2 separate regions of the Mus musculus genome follow, and region 1 is linked to region 2. Evidence: chromatin contacts called from public promoter capture Hi-C data. All regions are on one chromosome and are shown on one strand. Each heading gives the region's core, a stretch centred on a gene start, on an enhancer-like site or on the middle of the called end of the contact. The rest is flanking DNA. Distances are from core to core; before and after follow the strand shown. Region 1 overlaps Cep85 (centrosomal protein 85). Region 2 has its middle 23 kb from the start of Lin28a.

Evidence for each region. Capture Hi-C pulls out chosen DNA fragments and counts their contacts.
Region 1: a contact with region 2 is called in a promoter capture Hi-C map of pancreatic islet. The contact joins two enhancer-like sites. A contact is called at or near these places in 2 of 15 datasets of contacts at CTCF or cohesin (large pre-B cells and pro-B cells), 14 of 484 Hi-C or Micro-C datasets (B cells, CD8 T cells, CD8 central memory T cells and 8 more), 5 of 115 datasets of contacts at active chromatin or transcription factors (bone marrow-derived dendritic cells, embryonic stem cells, large pre-B cells and 2 more) and 4 of 9 other capture datasets (adipose tissue, liver, macrophages and 1 more).

Annotation. Positions count from the first base shown.
Region 1 is chr4:134,158,970-134,161,669 of GRCm38.p6, forward strand. All of the region lies in intron 3 of Cep85 (centrosomal protein 85), which reads right to left. Among named protein-coding and RNA genes, the nearest start is that of Cep85, 27 kb to the right of the region's middle. Within about 2 kb of position 1,267, at least 56 of the 459 cell types and tissues checked have an H3K27ac peak or open chromatin away from gene starts, as enhancers often do. A contact at or near this core is called in CD8 T cells, pancreatic islet and pro-B cells, where this site is marked.
Region 2 is chr4:134,040,338-134,043,037 of GRCm38.p6, forward strand. No RefSeq gene overlaps it. Among named protein-coding and RNA genes, the nearest start is that of Lin28a, 23 kb to the left of the region's middle. Within about 2 kb of position 1,319, at least 53 of the 459 cell types and tissues checked have an H3K27ac peak or open chromatin away from gene starts, as enhancers often do. A contact at or near this core is called in CD8 T cells, pancreatic islet and pro-B cells, where this site is marked.

The sequences.
Region 1 (2,700 bases), core at 17-2,516, 120 kb after region 2:
AGCTCTAGGGTAGGTAGACTGCATCTGCTTGCCAGCATCCATGAAGTCCTGGGTTAACTCTGCTTAAACTGGGTAGTATAGCATATGCCCACAAACAGAAAGTGGAGATAGGAAGAGAAGAAGGTCAAGGCCATCCTTTGCTACATATAAGTTCTAGAACAGCCTGGGACAGATGAGACACCTCGTGAAAGAAAGGAAAGAGGGTGGGGGGGGGACATAGGGAAGGAAAGGAAAGAATAAAAAGGAAGAAGAGGAAGGAAGAGGGGAGGGAGAGGGTGTGGGTGTGATGGAAGGACAAGATTTCAGCAAGCAAGTAAACAAGCAAACAAACAAACAAACAAACAAAATCACTGTGTGCTTGTGGTGCTGGAAGTTAAACTCTGGGTAAGCACTTTCCCTTAGCCTCAATAAAAATAAAACATGAAAGACCCCACCATAAGGCTTAGCAAGCTAGCTGCAGTAACGCCATTTTGCAAGGCATGAAAAAGTACCAGAGCTGAGCTCTCAAAAGTTACAAGGAAGTTCAGTTAAAGATTAACAGTTACAAATCAAGGCTGAATAATACTAGGACAAGGGCCAAACAGGATATCGGTGGTCAAGCGCCTGGGCCCCGGCTCAGGGCCAAGAACAGATGGTACCCAGATAAAGCGGAACCAGCAACAGTTTCTGAAAAAGTCCCACCTCAGTTTCAGGTTCCCCAAATGACCAGGAAATACCCCAAGCCTTGATTTGAACTAACCACTCAGCTCGCTTCTCGCTTCTGTACCCGCGCTTTTTGCTCCCCAGCCCCAGCCCTATAAAAAGGGTAAGAACTCCACACTCGGCGCGCCAGTCCTCCGACAGACTGAGTCGCCCGGGTACCCGTGTTCCCAATAAAGCCTCTTGCTGATTACATCCGAATCGTGGTCTCGCTGATCCTTGGGAGGGTCTCCTCAGATTGATTGACCACCCACCTCGGGGGTCTTTCATTTGGAGGTTCCACCGAGATTAGGAGACCCCTGCCCAGGGACCACCGACCCCCGCCGGGAGGTAAGCTGGCCAGCGGTCGTTTCGTGTCTGTCTCTGTCTCCGTGCGTGTTGCGTGTTTGTGCCGGCATCTAATGTTTGCGCCTGCGTCTGTACTAGTTAGCTAACTAGATCTGTATCTGGCGGTTCTGCGGAAGAACTGACGAGTTCGTATTCCCGGCCGCAGCCCTGGGAGACGTCCCAGCGGCCTCGGGGGCCCGTTTTGTGGCCCATTCTGTATCAGTTAACCTACCCGAGTCGGACTTTTTGGAGCTCCTCCACTGTCCGAGGGGCACGTGGCTTTGTTGGGGGACGAGAGGCGGAGACACTTCCCTCCCCCGTCTGAATTTTTTACTTTCGGTTTTACGCCGAAACCGCGCCGCGCGTCTGATTTGTTTGTTGTCCTTTTGTCCTTCGTTAGTTTTCTCCTGTCTTTAAGTGTTTTCGAGATCATGGGACAGACCGTAACTACCCCTCTGAGTCTAACCTTGCAGCACTGGGGAGATGTCCAGCGCATTGCATCCAATCAGTCTGTGGATGTCAGGAAGAGGCGCTGGGTTACCTTCTGTTCCGCCGAATGGCCAACTTTCAATGTGGGATGGCCTCAGGATGGTACTTTTAATTTAGGTATTATCTCTCAGGTCAAGTCTAGAGTGTTTTGTCCTGGTCCCCACGGACACCCGGATCAGGTCCCATATATCGTCACCTGGGAGGCACTTGCCTATGACCCCCCTCCGTGGGTCAAACCGTTTGTCTCTCCAAAACCCCCTCCTTTACCGACAGCTCCCGTCCTCCCGCCCGGTCCTTCTGCGCAACCTCCGTCCCGATCTGCCCTTTACCCTGCCCTTACCCCCTCTATAAAGACCAAACCTCCTAAGCCCCAGGTTCTCCCTGATAACGGCGGACCTCTCATTGACCTTCTCACAGAGGACCCCCCGCCGTACGGAGCACAACCTTCCTCCTCTGCCAGAGGGAACGATGAAGAAGAGGCGGCCGCCACCTCCGAGGTTTCCCCCCCTTCTCCCATGGTGTCTCGACTGCGGGGAAGGAGGGACCCTCCCGCAGCGGACTCCACCTCCTCCCAGGCATTCCCACTCCGCATGGGGGGAGATGGCCAGCTTCAGTATTGGCCGTTTTCCTCCTCGGACTTATACAATTGGAAAAATAATAACCCTTCCTTTTCTGAAGATCCAGGTAAATTGACGGCCTTGATTGAGTCCGTCCTCATCACCCACCAGCCCACCTGGGACGACTGTCAGCAGTTGTTGGGGACCCTGCTGACCGGAGAAGAAAAGCAGCGGGTGCTCCTAGAGGCTAGAAAGGCAGTCCGGGGCAATGATGGACGCCCCACTCAGTTGCCTAATGAAGTCAATGCTGCTTTTCCCCTTGAACGCCCCGATTGGGATTACACCACTACAGAAGGTAGGAACCACCTAGTCCTCTATCGCCAGTTGCTCTTAGCGGGTCTCCAAAACGCGGGCAGAAGCCCCACCAATTTGGCCAAGGTAAAAGGGATAACCCAGGGACCTAATGAGTCTCCCTCAGCCTTTTTAGAGAGACTCAAGGAGGCCTATCGCAGGTACACTCCTTATGACCCTGAGGACCCAGGGCAAGAAACCAATGTGTCTATGTCATTCATCTGGCAGTCTGCCCCGGATATCGGGCGAAAGTTAGAGCGGTTAGAAGATTTAAAGA
Region 2 (2,700 bases), core at 69-2,568:
GCCTGGGCTACAGAGTCAGTTCCAGAACAGCCAAGGCTACACAGACAGATACTGCCTCAAAAAAACAAAATAAAAATAAATAAATAAAATAAAAATAAATAAAAGAAAGAAAAAACCTGCTCCCCGACTTGCCTACAGCCAGTCTTTTAGAGGCATCTTCTCAATAGAAATTCCCTCTTTCCAGATGGCCTTAGCCTATGTCAATTTGACAAAAAAAAAAAACCAAAAAACAAAAACACCAACTCGATCTTTTATTATTAACCATGGCACGCGGGGAAGGAACCCAGGGCTTTCTACATACTGAGCACACACTGACCAACACCACTTCAATGACTTTAAAATGTTTACTTTCTTTCTTTCTTTTTTTTGTTTTGTTTTCTTGGTTTTTTTTTTTTTTTTGAGACAGAGTTTCTCTGTATAGCCCTGGCTGTCCTGGGACTCACTCTGTAGACCAGGCTGGCCTCCAACTCAGAAATCTGCCTGCCTCTGCCTCCCAAGTGCTGGGATTAAAGGGGTGTGCCACCACTCCTGGCTTAAAATGTTTTCTAAAGATGGGTTTCATTTTATGCGTCTGGGTGTGTGCCTGGTGCCCACGGAGGTCCGAAGAGGGGGGTCATATCTCTGGGAACTGGAGTTGATGGTTTATGTCGCCAGAGGTGTTGGGAATCAAACCGGGGTCCTCTGGAAGAGCAGCCATCATTCTTAACCATTGAATCATGGCTTTGGTTCCAGGGACTGCTTTTTATGTTACAGAAAGGTGATTTCTTTCTTCCTCCTTCCCTCCCTCCTCCCCCTCCCCCACTCCTTGCTTCTCCCACTCCCACCCCCCAACTCTCTCTCTTTCTAGGTGTAACATCATGGAGTTACCCATGTTGCCCTCATATGCATGAATGAAGCTTGGTGACTTTCTAGGTACACTGTCCCTCTGTGTGTATCAAAAGAAGCAGTTTCTATTGCCCCACTGTAGCCATCACGAATCCCCTTTCTCTCTCTCTCTCTCTTTTTAAAAAATATTAATTTATTTCATGTACATGAATACACCAGAAGAGAGCATCAGATCCGTTTCAGATGGTTGTGAGCCACCATGTGGTGCTGGGATTTGAACTCAGGACCTCAGGAAGAGCAAGCAGTCAGTGCTCTTAACTGCTGAGCCATCTCTCCAGCCCCAATGAGGATTACCATTCCCCACTGCCAATCATCTGTTAACTGAGCCTTTCTTCATTCATTACTTTATTTTGCAGTATGAGGTATCTAACCCAACCCCTCACATGGCGCTAAACTCTACCACTGAGCACCACACCCAAACCACAGTCAAGTTATCTGAGGTTTAGACCCTCCCAGATCCAGGCAGAATGAGCCGCCTGCAAACTGGTCCTCATGTGACAGCTCTTCATCTCTCCTAGTGTTTAAATCACATCCTTGCTTCCTGTCACTTCGAGCGGTCCCAAGTCAGGACCTCTGATGATGTGAATGGGAACCCTGCACAGGGGAGGCAGACATCTCTGCAGCATCCTTCAGCCAACTCAGGCCTGTGAGCAGGAGAGGCTCTGAAGCCACTGCTGAGGGAATAGGGGAACAGCTGTGAGAAGTTAGCACACGCCTGGCACACAGCCAGCCAGTCAGGGACCTGCGTGCTCTTTTTCTTTTCTGGTGTGACCAGTCCTGTGAACCATTCATGTGTGGTCAGAGCCCAGCTGATTATCGGAAATGGGCTGTTAATGACTTAGCCAGAAGCATCTGCCCCTGGCAGAGGATGGAAACAGATGAAACTAAACCGGACCTGGCTATGCTGGGAAGGAAGCAGAGGGGAAGTCCAGGGGGAGCTGAACCTGGAAGCCAAGCAGCTCTGAGGGTGGGAGGGGGGCCTCGGGGAGGACACTCAGGGAGGAGGTCGGAAGCAGGGGTAGTGGTAGTGGTGGAGGCCCTGCTTCCTGGAGACTCAGATAGTGGAGGTCTCTATCTTTTGTCTTCTTTTCTTTTCTTCTTCTTTTGTTGTTGTTTCTTTTTTCCTTCTTTCTTCTTTTCTTTTTCCCTTTTCTTTGTTTTTTTTTTTTTCCCCCCGAGGCAGGGTTTCTCTGTATAGCCCTGGTTGTCCTGGAACTCACTCTGTAGACCAGGCTGGCCTCGAACTCAGAAATCTGCCTGCCTCTGCCTCCTGAGTGCTGGGATTAAACACATCGCCATCACTCCACGGCTTCAATCGCAGCACTTGGGAGGCAGAAGCAGGCAGATCCCTGTGAATTCTAGTCTATAGCCAGTCTAGTCTATAGCACTAATTCCAGGACAGTCAGGGCTACACAGAGAAATCCTGTCCTGAAAAACCAAACCAAACCAAACCAAACCAAAAAACCCAAAATGAAAACAAACAAAATACTTGTAACTCAAGCTGACCTAGAATTTCTAATCCTCCTGCCTCAGCTTTCCTAATTTTTAAATTATATTTCTGCTCCACCATGCCCAGAATAAAGACAGGTTCACTTTGAGGCTCATATAAAATCCCTAGTCTGATAGAAGATGAGAGGCTACAGTGTGGAGCCGCTTCATCTCAAGGGGAGGGAGGGCACCAGGGTCTCTCCATCTGGGAACCTTCAGATAGGGAGACACATCAGATCCCCTGACTGTGTAGTCATTAGCCCTGTCCCTCCTCATTCTGCTCCCTGGTCCCCTTCCAAACCTGGGGGACCCTTTAGACTCTGGGCA